2 separate regions of the Hordeum vulgare genome follow, and region 2 is linked to region 1. The links are chromatin contacts, called in public Hi-C maps. All regions are on one chromosome and are shown on one strand. The core of a region is the stretch at or near the end of the contact, and the rest is flanking DNA. Distances in the headings are between cores, read along the strand shown. Region 1 holds the start of LOC123407719 (protein MICRORCHIDIA 6-like). Region 2 holds the start of LOC123412098 (beta-1,2-xylosyltransferease XAX1-like).

Evidence for each region. Hi-C and Micro-C count contacts between places; a contact is called where the count stands out from the background.
Region 2: a contact with region 1 is called in a Hi-C map of seedling, with 2.3 times the contacts expected there. The contact joins the promoter of LOC123412098 here to the promoter of LOC123407719 in region 1. A contact is called at or near these places in 2 of 6 Hi-C or Micro-C datasets (leaf and seedling).

Annotation. Positions count from the first base shown.
Region 1 is chr7H:157,378,472-157,385,427 of MorexV3_pseudomolecules_assembly, forward strand. It overlaps LOC123407719 (protein MICRORCHIDIA 6-like), which reads right to left and starts at 3,696. Exons shown (of 20, transcript XM_045100914.1): 1 at 3,443-3,696; 2 at 1,032-2,534; 3 at 68-142. The coding sequence starts at 2,526.
Region 2 is chr7H:158,139,867-158,146,822 of MorexV3_pseudomolecules_assembly, forward strand. It overlaps LOC123412098 (beta-1,2-xylosyltransferease XAX1-like), which reads left to right and starts at 3,538. Exons shown (of 3, transcript XM_045105046.1): 1 at 3,538-4,103; 2 at 4,221-4,457; 3 at 4,664-5,983. The coding sequence starts at 3,908. The coding sequence ends at 5,868.

The sequences.
Region 1 (6,956 bases), core at 2,446-4,945:
AGATAGGAGCATAGACATACAAAAGCAGAAGTGAAGTGCCAGTTTTACAGATATCACTACGACGTACCACCAAATACCCACTTGTGTGACGTAGCATTCGAGTGAAGAAACTTGGGATTGATCCTTAAGCAGTTCTGGCCACCTAATCAAATTGCAAAATTAAATAGTAAGATGTAAGAACAAACAGAAAATGGAGATAACGTGCATGCAGATGGGGCCATATTGAACCTGTCAGTGCATGATTTCCTCTATTTTTTTTACGTTAATACAATCAAGAAAGAGACTGCAGAAAACACTTTAAACATAAGACCCTTGATTCATTCATGCATGATAAATTCTTGACACAGCCTCCCAAATTTAGGGATGCCTCATCACCTTACGTAACAGACTATTTAAGGCCTTGTACAATGCAAGACGCTTAAAGGAGGTGCTTAGAGAAATAAACCAGTGTTTCTTTAAGCACCGGTGCTTATTTGTGGAGGGTAGACGCTTAATTAGGCGTCTTTCCTGTACAAATAGGCAATGGTACTTCAGAAAAAAACGGTTTATTTTTCTAAGCACCTAGCATTGTACAAGGCCTAATAGATGGAAACATCTCTCTATTTTGTGGAATATATCCAATGAAAATAAACCCAGCTATAACAATGAAATAAACCAATGATTGAAGTAAGCAACTTGGTAGCCAAGGTAAACCATGAAGGGTTCTCATTGGTGGCAGTGCAGGTTGGATGCAGCTCTGCCATATATGCAAAAGTACAGCAAAAAAATCTAACTAGTCAATACTCCGAGACATGTAATAGAGTAAGGATTAAAATTAAATGAACTTTTTAACTTAACATTAACACAATTCTCAGTTTCATGTAACAGGGAACAGCGTGTGAGCAAGTTTCAGTCCACCAATGGGGAGAGCGAGTGGACAAGCAGGGCAATCCACCCAACCTGCCAAGATGGACACTCTAAACGGGGCAGGCAATGTTTATTGGTGGGACTGTTAAATATAGTCCTGGGCTTGGAAGAGAATAAGAACATACTGTTGATGGAAGCTCGGGCAGCAACCTTGTACTCCCCAGCCTTCCAGAATTGCCGGGGAAAAGGCGCCGCAGTTGAGATGGGAGGGGAACCTAGCAATGCATCTCTCTTGTGACTCTGTTGCACTGTCCTTAGTGAGGATGTAGTAGCATCTTGTTCTGTCAGTGACAAGGACGATGCACCAGCTTGTCCGGTCATTGGCGAGCATTCAGCAGCTTTGTCTTCATGATTATACCGCATGGCCTCTTCAGCAAAATCACCTGCTGCTACACCATCTGTAAACGATGATGGGGCAGCTTCGACTGCATTTTCGGACTGCATAGCCTCTTCTGAGCAATCAACTGCTGCGATAAAATCCTGCTTTCCAGACTGCATAGCCTCTTCGCCGCAAACACCTGCCGCAAAACCCTGTCCAGTAAACGATAATGGGCCAGCCACAGCTGCATTCTCAGACTGCATGGCCTCTTCTGCGCAATCAACTGCTGCAACAAAATCCTGATTTCCATACTGCATAGCTTCTTCACTGCAATAGCCTGCCACAACACCTTGTTCTGTAAACGATGATGGGCCAGTTTTAGCTGCATTTTCAGACTGCATGGCCTCTTCTGCGCAATCAATTGCTGCAGCAAAATTCTGATTTCCAGGCTGCATAGCTTCTGCATTGCAATCGCCTGCCACAACACCTTGTTCTGTAAACGATGATGTGCCAGCTTCAGCTGCATTTTCAGACTGCATGGCCTCTTCTGCGCAATCAACTGCTGCAGCAAAATCCTGCTTTCCAGGCTGCATAGCCTCTTCACCGCAATCGCCTGCCACAACACCTTGTTCTGTAAACGATGATGGACCAGCTTCAGCTGCATTTTCATACTGCATGGTCTCTTCTGCGCAATCAACTGCTGCAGCAAAATCCTGTTTTCCAGGCTGCATAGCCTCTTCATCGCAATCGCCTGCCACAACACCTTGTTCTGTAAACGATGATGGGCCAGCTTCAGCTGCATTTTCAGAATGTGTGGCCTCTTCTGCGCAATCAACTGCTGCAGTAAAATCCTGATTTCCAGACTGCATAGTCTCTTGCGCAACATCACCTGTTACAAGAAACTCTTCCACACCTTTAGCAGCTGCAAGAAACTCTTGTCTTTGCACTACTGTCCAAGCTGCCTCACCTTGTCCATGAGGTGCAACAAACTGTTGGCTATGTGATGTTTTTGCCCACTGAGCAGCATCCCTTTTCCCATGAGCATTCCTATCCTCTTCAACATCATCTTCTTCTGTGGTTAAATCAACAGGTTCTACTTCCAACTGAGCTGCATGACAATGTACATGAGCACCCTGTTCTTCTTTGACTATTGTTGGAGGGAATTCTTCTTTGACTTTTGTTGGAGGGAATTCTTCTTTGACTTTTGTTGGAGGAAATTCGTCTTTGACATTTTGTGGAGGAAATTCTTCTTCGGCTGTCGCCTCCTCGTCAGACAACTCAATCCAGTCCAACAATGTCATTGCTTAACCTGAAACAACTAAACTGAGTGAGTAACAACCATGCCAACCAAAGGACAAACACACAATCCAGTTCATCAAACAATTAAATGTAATACATGGTCATGAAAACAAAGGGCACGCCACATTTCCAAAGGCAACTCTATTCTATTATCTTTGGTAGTACAGTAACAAAAACCATCGAGTTAGTGGTGATGGGGGTTACACCTTGCTGGATGTTATGTGGATCGATGCGTGAAATGAGAGTACATGTGAATCGGCTATGCAATTATCAATTTTCCACAGAATTTATAGATTTGAGGATAATCATGCCCGTGTGACAAGTAGGCCGTAGGCACTTATATTAAGTTGTGCATGATGGATTTCATATGGTCTTTTGGGGCTTTAATTTCTGAAGCTGCTGCGAGTACGTAGTTACGGAAATCCATCTGGCTAATCACAACGTGATCAGCGCGTAATAATGGGGACTGATCTGTACACGTGTCAGCTAATCAAGGCAAAGCTAGCTACTAAATGCGATCAGCGCGTAATAAACAACTGCGCTTGTGACGAATAAGAACAGAGAGAAAAATCCATTTCAACCCAAGGAACAGAGGAAATCAGCGAGAACAGAGCAGCAGAGCTCGGTCAAAAAAAAAAAAAGCAGCCCCACATCCACCAGCAAAAACAGAAGCGGAGCTCCATGAAACCCTCGAGTTTGGGGAAAAGCAGGAATCCGCGCCCCCGCTCGCCTAACGTTCCAGAAACGGAAAAAAAAAAGTGGAACAAATGCTCCGCCACACAACAGCAGCAACAACAATAACCCGAGAGAGAAGGGACAGGCCGGACGAGTTCCGATTTACCGTCAACCCCACAGGGAAAAGCGTGGGCCGATTGCGAAGAGGAAACAGCCGGGAAAAAAAAGGGTAGGGTTCCTCACCCCCTGAAACAAACCAATGCAGGTCCGGGTCGTCGTCCCCGGGCCGCCGAGGCGAGGGGATGGGGGCGGAGAGGAGGGAGAAGAGCAGCGGCGGGAGGAATTCGTCGGAGTTGGCTTGCCTGGGAAGCCGGAGGAGAGGGTTTTGTTGGGAGGGGTTAGCGGAGAAAACGTGCTGTGTGCCTCTGTGTGTGTGGGGTGGTGGGTGTGGACGGAGAGGAACGTTGATGAATGAATGATTGAAGGAAGCGGCACAGGAAACAAGACCAGACCGCACCTCCCACCAGGAGTGTATGTAGGAGTAAAAACGCGAGAACTTTCGTCGAAGCCGGCCGCCGGTCATAAAGAATTCAACCAACTTTCTCTGCATCCATCCCGATTTCTGGGATACCCACGTCTATGTATGCGTGCGTGCGTGCCTGGGTACGTGTGGATATCGACACAACCACACACATAGGGCGGCCAAAATCAGTGTTTTGATATATCGACACAACCACATACAGCGCGGCCGAAATCACTGTTTTGATATTATTTGTCAACTTAACCACGATCTAACCTGGTTAGTAAAACTTTTGAGACGTGGCTCTTTTTCTACCACCGAATCCGTTGACGATACTGTTTAACTATCTATTATCACAGTTTGTCGGTGAGATAGATGACACAAAGCAACTTCAACGGACCGATCCAAACGGACGGCGATTTTATCTTTTTTTGTCCGTTTGGGTCGGCCGCGTGTCCGCCGTCCGTCCTGTTTTAAATATGGGTCGGCAGTGCGTCCAACGTGCCGACCCATTTCATGTATGTAGTCAGCATTTAAGTAAAAGGGTCCGCGGCCGATTACGCCAACGGCCATGTCTCATGTCGGCACCATGCCAGCGCCGGCATACAATGCCAGCTTTAGAAAATATCACAGTTTTCATGCTGGCACACTCGCCAACCGGTCGGCACACAAAAAATGGGCGGGGCTCGAGTTCGACCACGCCATCGTGGACCCCGTGGTCATGCGAGCACACTTGCTGGCATAAAAAAAGGATGACGCTCGTCGTCATAGATCACTCCTCATCGAACTTGAGCATATCGGCCTGCATCTTCTCGAACCAAGGCCTCTTTCTTTGCGACACGGTGTTGAGATCCACCTTCATGATCTGCACCCCACTCTTCATGCTCGCGAGAGCCACTTCTTTGGCCTTGGTCTTGGCGTTGGCGGCCTCGATCTCTAGCATCTTGGCTTACTTCTTCGCCTCCATCTCAAGCATCCGTGCTTGCTTTTCCGCCTCCATGTCAAGCCTTCTCCTTTGGATCTCCAAGAAGGCGTTCATTTGCTCTTCTCTTTCTTGCCAGCATTTCTCCTTCCTTGAGTCCTTCTTGGTGATCATGCCCTCCACGGGTGCGATCAAGGCGATCGATGCCGCATCCCGCTTGTCCTTCTTCTTGGAGTTGGTCTTCCCTCGCGACCGAGCCTTCTCGCCGTCCCCAACCTCCTCCACGGCTTGCTTCCCACCACGCGACTTGAGGGCGGCATATTGCGCCTTGAACTTCTCCTCGGCTTTGATCACCCTAAAGCAATGGGAGAGGTTGAAGCACTTGCCATTGTGTTGGAACTTGAATGCCTCCAAAGCTTGAAATGCCTACAAATGTATTTCAATGCAAGAATGTTGGCAAAATGATATGCAAACGAACACTCAAGCATAAACTTGATGACACAAAAAGAGGACGGCTTGCTAGCATACCATCTCTCGCATGCCGATGCTGCTCACAGGGCGGGCCTTGACGCTCTCAAGAGTGGCACAAAACTTGTTGCACTCTTGTTGTATCACCCTACAACGCTTTGAAATGGACGCCCACCCACACGCGCTTACCATTTGGTACGGCGAAATCTTCTTTGCGCTCATGGAACTCACGGTGCACACGAATCCAAAAGGTTGAATGCTTTTGTTCGGCGCCCGTCTTGGGGTCTTGCCCAATGTCTCTCCAACACTCACAAAGAAGCTTGTCATCGGCCGCCGTGTATGCCTTGGTACGATTGCTCTTGCGCTTCGGCTTCGTCCCGGCGGCTTGGTTGGCAAGCTCGTCCTCAAACAAAGACTCCAAGTCGATGTCGCACTCGTCCTCTTCCTCTAGCTCGTAGTCCTCCGGGAACTCATGGTCGAGAGGGAAGCCATCCAGGTCCATGCCGACCCGATCACGCATGAAGGCGGCCTGATCTTCATTGTAGCCAGCAGGCCCTCGGCCATCCTGTCTTTGTATCTCATCGAGATCGAAACCAGCGACCGGCGCACCACCCTCGAAGATCATGTTCCGCATGAAGTCGTCGGCGGCGGCGGCAGACATTTCGTCGAACAGGTTGCGCGTGCCCGGCAACAGTTCAGCTGGCGTCTCCCATTTGCGTTTCCTCGCACCTCCGACTGACGAGCTAGCAGCCACTGATGTGGCATTGAGGTCGATGGTCGCGGGCGCGGGCGTGGAAGGAGCGACCACGCTCACCTCGGGCGAGCACTCCCCCGAGAGGCGGGAGGCCTGCGGGTAGACATGGAAGCCGGGCACTGGGTTGCAAGTCAACGCGCGGGGCGAGTCGGGCAACACCGTCAGAGGGAAGCCGGAAGAGTCGGTGCTGACCGCGGCGGCCACGGCGACATTGACGAGGCTGTGCTGGCTAAGGTTTAACCCCAACATGCAGAGCGCCTTCCTCGTTTGCCGTCACGACACAGGCGTTGGTGACCTCCTGCTGCGTGGCGGCGGCGGCGGCTTCATCTTCCCTCGTGTCCGCCGCGTGCCTCCGGTCCTTCCTCTTGGCTGATTCCTTCACCCGTTGTTCGGTCGTCAGCACCTTCTTCGGCTTCAGCACGGCGGCCTTCTGGGGGCGCGAGGTTTGTCGGATGAGGCGAGGGAGGCGAGGCCGGCGACGGCGTCGAGGTCGAGGTCATCCATGGTGGGCGTGGGCGGCATAGGGAGCGGGGAGCGGGAGCGTGCGCGAGGGCGGAAGGGTTTCTGGAAGGAAATGATGGTGGATGCCACCGACCGGCGGGCCCGGGGAGACGAGTAGGCGCGCGTGCGTTCGTCCTAAGTGTCCGCCGACGCAAATCCGACTCAAAATTGGACTGAGAATGGGTCGTCAGGCGAACGCCAAGCAGACGCGCGTCCGTTTGCGTCGGCGCGTTGGGCCGCCTTTTTTGTCCGCGCCGACCCAAACGGGCGGCGGCGGACGACCGTCGTCGATGAGTGCTGATATGGATAAATATCGTACCACCATACCTTCCCGATCGTAGATGGTTAAACCCTCTCGTTAATGGGTCCAGCGATAGGGTCGTGAATAGTTAAGTGAATGGAGGGGCCTGGGTGGCCCACCTACTCACCCATTCACCCCACTCATCTTCTTCTCCCCCAAGCTCACCCCATCATATCTGGCCGAACGAGCCGGGCCAACCAGGCCAGCCCGCGGGCACGCCGACACGGCCCGTCATGGACCAGGCACGACACGACTTAAATGGGTCGGGGGAGGCACGCGACACGTCGCGAG
Region 2 (6,956 bases), core at 2,288-4,787, 760 kb after region 1:
CTTGTATCAATAGAATCCTATTTGAAATAAGGCTGTTATGAAATGCCCTGTACTAAAACCGTGCAAATAGGCAGCAAGTTCGAATTCCCCTTTGATATGTTTGATCAAAATGAAACAAGGGTTCTAAGGTTTGGATCAAACCCTTTGCACGATAAATAGGCACCGAGTTAGGGTCAATTCTTTTGGTAGCTTTTTTGGGTTACTAGAATAAGTTGCGCCTTACCTAGCTTATTCTAGAAGTCTAACTAAAAATATTTTTCTAGAATCCTAGCAATCAAGACTTAATTAATAGGCTTCTAAAAAAATATTTGATTGGGCTTTTAGAATAAGCTGGATACGGGACATCTTATTTCAGCTTATTCTATAAGCTATGAAAAGAATTGGCCCTACTACTACAAAATGAAGCAAGGATTCTAAGGTTTGGATTAAACCCTTTGACTTGTGACACCCGCTATTACAGATGTGTGTCTATGGAGCTAACACATCGATTCTAGTGTTTTTAAAGATGTAGTGGAGCTATTGATAGCTAAGAACTACTACTACGAGGCAGATCCAGCACATGTGTGGAAATTAACAGATGGCAGATCTTGCACATGTGTCCTCACTTGCGTTAAGACTTAAGATGCACCATCGCTGGCCCGGAAGGCAGGACGTCCCCGTCAATGGGAACGTTCGCTCTTACTTGATTTCGTCGGATGAGTATGAACGCTAAAAAACAAATGAAGTTTGTGCTCAAATCGATTTTAGTATTTTGATTAAAAAATATTCAAATAATAAGCAATACACGTGTGACACGGAATAATATGGTCCAAACGTTTAGAGCATGGTTAATAGTATAGCCAACTGCTGACTATAAACAGTCTTATAGCCCATCTTATAGCTAGCTTGTACAATAGTTAACTATAAAAGAGTACTACTTTTATCATATATGGTCCACTTTTCATTCTCATAAAGCACCTAGGAGCACGTGCTAGAGCTAGCTTTTCACGAAGAGCCCGCTTCCCTTCTCTCTCCTCTTCTCTCTCATCCAACTCAGCAAAAATATAGTATTTTAATCCTTACAGCCTGCTGACTATACCTTATTGTACTTGCTCTTATATCATCATTCATCTTACCACATCAAACAGATGACAACAACAGATTTTTTGTTTTGTTTTTCTAAACTTAAAATTGTTTTATCTTTTAAATAAAAAATCTGATTAAACATCCATTTTCATCCCTAAATTGGCCTTGACGAGATCTTCAAACTAGATCACATATTGATATATTTCAACGACTATTTTTGCGGCCAAATTTCACCATGATGTTTACACTGTAAGTGTCATAGAGTTTACGCGAACCAATCTGTGGTTGAATGGTTAGAGGGATAGTGGTATTCTCAGTCCATCAGGGTTCAAGTCCTGGTGCTCGCATTATTTTTGAATTTATTTTAGAACTTTGTAAATCTCAAAATGATATGCCGGCTCAGTCTCTCTCGGAGATGCTCATAAGGGTATGGTTTTCATGTGTGCGCTCATATGGCTGAGTGTATGCGCGTATATATGAGCGATTGCGTGTGTAGTGTGTTCAAAAAAGTTGTCATAGAGTTTACATTAAAATTGTCATGATATGTTTCATCTATTTTTTTTCTAGATATAAAGTTGTTGTTGTTTTTTCAACTGCTTTTTGTTGCAAAATTTATTAATTGACCATGACTATTTTTTAGTAATTAACCACGGCAAATAATTCATGAATCATGGCGATGTTTAGTAATTCATCATGACAAATTTAGTTTATAGATCATGAGAAATTTAGTTTATGGATCATGCCAATTTTAGTATTTTGGACCATGACAATCCTAATTTTTTTATGAAGGAAACCATTTTTTGTATGAACCTTAGCAAATTTTAGTGCATGTATCATCATAAATTTAAGTAATTCATCATGTCAATTTTAGTTTATGGTTCATGACAAACTTGAGTCATTAACCATGCATTTTAAAGTAATTAATGATGGGTTTCTTTTTAATTACATGTCAAAATTATTTCATGAATCATGACAAATTTTTGTAATTCAGTGTGACAAGTTTAGTTTTTTAATTCTCCATTTTATAGCATGTCAAATACTTTAAACATAGAAAAAATTAGCTGAAGCATATCATGGCAACCATACTGTAAACACCAGGCAATTTATATGCAATACACATGACAATTGTTAACCCAACAAAAAGTCAACGAAACATATTGATATGAGACCTAGTTTCAAATATTTCGTAGCTACGGATTTAATGTTAAAAATGGATTTTCAATTAGATTTTTCTTTGGTGAGGTACAACTTTTTAAAAATAAAAAATCCGAAAGATTTAAGTTGACATCATCAGTTCCGTCATTTATGCATGCATGCGATGATGTGGTGCAATATGTGATCATTGGGCGTGTAATTGGATGTTGCTCCCAATGCACGTATGGTGGTTATCGATGTCCTAAAAATAATGTTCAAGTTAAAAAGTACTTACACGTAAAGAAAATTGAAATGTTTTTTCCTGATGATTTCAATATTTCATTATTAGACCGCTGAAAAAAAACTTACTAAACACACATGATTAACTGCATTAGTTATTGATTGCATGGCTAGTTAATTGTATGAATGGCCTAGCTTTCAAATTGATTTCAATATGAATCTTTTTCTATTTAAACAAACCTAATTAACTGCACGCATGGTTAATTATATACTTTTGAATTCTAAATTAATTTGATGCTTGATATTTAATTATTATTTTTATTAATGACTGTAATGGTCAAATCAAAGGATGCATCGACTCCCTCTTAATAGTAAACATTTGCCCAGAAGACTTCTAATCTCGCGAATAAATTATGTAAAGTCTAAGGGAGTCCGACTGGTCCATTCGGCCCATCGTTAGTCGGACCACACCTCTCCACAACTCACGTCTCTCAATTCGTCCGGCATTAGTCGAGACGCAGTGTTGTGTTCAGTTAGGGCAAACTCTTCTACTCAGTAGTTTTTGTTTGGTTGTTGGTGGCTGTATTTGCACATGCCCAGCTGCTGAGTTCGCGTTACGTTTATTGTCGCAGCGAGCGATAGTGTTTTTGTACTTACAATTTTGCATTCCATAAAGTTATGGTATGCGTAGGCGTACTTTCATAAGAAGAAGAAAAAAAGTATGGCAGATGTCGTCGGACACGCCCGAACATGTTGAGAGACATTTGAGGGTGTTGGTTTCGCAGATAACGTGAGAGATGCCGTAAACACTGCCTATCCGACGGAATCCACGCCTTCCCTCCCACGAGCGACCAAGCGTCCCTGTGCAACGGGGGAGTATGGAATGGAAGCAATCAACCAATGGAGAATGGATGGATACCTTCCCACGTCCAACGGACTGGTTCCACGATTCCACAAGTCCCTGTCCCGGCCGAACCACCATTCATCATCAAGGAAAAAAATAATGAAACCAGAACATGACAACTCAATAATCAAGAACGCCCCCCTGCTGCCCACGACGGGATTAGGTGCCAAGTCCAAATTATTCTTCACACAACTTGCGGACGAGTCAAAGCAAGGAATCGGTGAGGAAGCAAGCAAGCCGCCTCCCCCGCCGCGCCAAACTAGTCTAGTAGTAGTAACCCCAACGAACAAAACGAATTATGCCACTGCTTGCAGGAAGAGTCGGTCCAATCATCCGCTACATGTTACCATCACCCCGGCCCGTATGCAGCGCTGCCGATCCAATAGGCTTTTTTAGAAGCGAAAAGAAAGTCGCGGTTCGGTGGCGATCGATCGGCCGGCCGATATATCGGGGGGCGCCTGGCCTCGTGGTGTGATTGTTTTGTTTCTTCTCTTGCGCTGTCCGGCCGGGGGAATCGGTCGTGGGTCGTGGCCGTGTCTTGTGTCTGGGGGTGGGTGATCTTCCATGGCGTCCACGGCGTACGCGCGCGGGTCAAAGCCGCCGGCCGGCCCCGGCGAGCGGAGGCAGCCGCGGCTGGCCAAGGAGCTGAGCAGGATCGAGCCTAAGAAGCTCGGGATTGGGCTCGTCGCCGGCTGCTGCCTCGCCCTCCTCACCTACATCTCCTTCGCCCGCCTCTTCGCCATCTACTCCCCGGTCTTCGGTGAGCGCCTCCGATCCACTTCTTCATCTTCGCGCAAGAATCGTTTCTTAGTAGATGTTTGTTTGGGTTTCCAAGCTTGCTGATTGATTTGAAAACAAAAAATTGTCGCTGCTGCAGAGAGCACGTCCATGGTGATGAAGAACGCCCCGCCCGCGTCCACGGCGGTGCCCAGCACGGAGCAGGCCGTGCCGGTGCAGAAGAAGGTCGAAGTCGAGGAGCAGAAAGATCTGGGTGGAGGCGACGCGGAGCCGAAGGAGCCCGGCTTTCCACAAGAAACAAAGATCGATGAAAAGGCGGAGACCCCAGCGGAGACAGAAAGCACCGAAAAAGAGGAGACCGCGGTAACCAAACCAGGTGAGTTCTTTTCCATTTCTTTCCCTGTCTCTACCTGAATCCGGCTGGGATCTTAAATCAAATGGAAACAGAGATCTTGCCTTTAATAGATGATGATTCCCCAAAGAGCTTAGCTTTAATCCCCTCGATACAGTACTAATCTAGTTCATTTACGAATAGTACTTGGTATACTTTTAGTCTGAACTTATGATCCGTATTTTGGTCAGACGGTGGCGATAAAACAGAAGAGGCCAAGGCCAAGATGACCTGCGACGAGAACGCCGTCGACGAGGGCTTCCCCTACGCGCGCCCGTCCGTCTGCGAGCTCACGGGCGACGTCCGGGTCAGCCCAAAGGAGAAGACCATGTTCTTCATCAACCCGGCCGGCGCCGGCCCGTTCGACGACAACGGGGAGAAGAAGATCCGGCCGTACGCCCGCAAGGACACCTTCCTGCTCCCGGGCGTCGTGGAGGTCACCATCAAGTCCGTGGCGTCGCCGGTCTCGGCGCCCGCGTGCGCCCGGCGCCACGACGTCCCCGCGGTGGTCTTCTCCACGGCCGGCTACACCGACAACTTCTTCCACGACAACACGGACGTGATGATCCCGCTCTTCCTCTCCACGGCGCACTTCGCCGGCGAGGTGCAGCTCCTCATCACCAACTTCAAGCCGTGGTGGGTCAAGAAATTCGCGCCGCTGCTCAAGAAGCTGTCCAACTATGAGGTGATCAACTTCGACAAGGAGGAGGAGGTGCACTGCTTCCCCGGCGGGCAGCTCGGGCTATACCGCGACCGCGACCTCATCATCGCCCCGCACGCGACCCGCAACCCGCACAACTACACCATGGTGGACTACAACCGGTTCCTCCGCCGCGCGTTCGGCCTGCCGCGGGACGTCCCCGCGGTGCTCGGCGAGAAGACGACCGTCAGGCCCAAGATGCTCATGATCGAGCGCAAGGGCACGCGCAAGCTGCTCAACCTGCCCGCCGTCCGTGCCCTCTGCGAGCAGCTCGGCTTCGAGGTGACCGTGGCGGAGGCCGGCGCGGACGTGCGTGCGTTCGCCGAGACCGTCAACGCCGCCGACGTGCTCCTGGCCGTGCACGGCGCCGGGCTGACCAACCAGATCTTCCTGCCCACGGGCGCCGTGCTGGTGCAGATCGTGCCGTGGGGCAAGATGGACTGGATGGCCACCAACTTCTACGGGCAGCCGGCGCGCGACATGCAGCTCCGGTACGTCGAGTACTACGTGTCCGAGGAGGAGACGACTCTCAAGGACAAGTACTCCCGAGACCACTACGTGTTCAAGAACCCCATGCAGATCCACGCGCAGGGATGGCCGGCGCTCGCAGAGATCGTCATGAAGCAGGATGTCATGGTCAATGTCACCAGATTCAAGCCGTTTCTCCTCAAGGCGCTGGACCAGCTGCAGGATTGATTAGAGCGTTTGTCTTGGGTTATTTGGTTACTTGGTTTGTTGGGGTATAGCTGATGAGTTCTCATTTTGTAAGTTCAAATCAAAGTTACTTAATTGATTTCATTTCTGGTGTATACATACTACAGACGAGTTACTAGTAGTACATTGCTGACCAGAGCACTGAAGATATACTACCTGTACTGAACTGGGAACAGCATATACATACTGATGAAGTGATGAAACTGTCGCTTGTCTCTGAATGAGTAAACTAACTGTCGCTTGTCTCTGAATGAGTAAACTAATTGAGTGCTTTTTTATTTTAAAAGTGAGCTGTCCACTCATATGCTTCGGACCAAGCACGTTTTGCTCCAAACGGGGTGCCACAATCTCGAGGGACGGCACATAGCCCAAGTACTCTTGCAATATTTTACCAACAAAGACGACTGGATACCCGTCCAATAAAAAGCAGCTGGATAATAGTATCAACTTGTGCAACTAATAATGCATCAATCAATGGATATTGCACATCGTTGATACAGTCAGGGAATGGTGACACGCTGCCTAGAAACATTATTGATGCCCCTCGCAAAAAAAAAGTATTATTGATGCGTCCCGTGCAGATTCTCGTGACGGCAAAGGCTTGAAGATCACGGCTTCTTTCTTCGGGATGCACATCAACAAAGAGGATTAACAGGGTCTCACGAAAGGGTGCGACAGGGGGAACACATATCCATTGATTATTTGAAATTTGGTATATGTCCTGGACGGGTCTACTCTAACCACATATATGACCTCCGCATACCCATTACAAATACATGTCATTTAACATACAAGCATGGTTTTTAGATTTTTATTTGACCGCTAACTTTTGCTACATTATATACCAAACGAATTAAACTGTGAACATACTTTGAAAAACGCTTGGCTTCCACGAGCGGATCTCTCGTGCGAGCATCCACCGGTTAGTCCATGTGACGCGTCGAACGTCATTTTGCTTTCTTTCGTTTAACGTGGCCGCTACTCACTGTCTGTTACGATGAGTTTCTGTTGTAAGGTCTTTGTTGGAAAAAAAATGTAACAAGACTTTTGTTATAGAAAAAAAATTACAA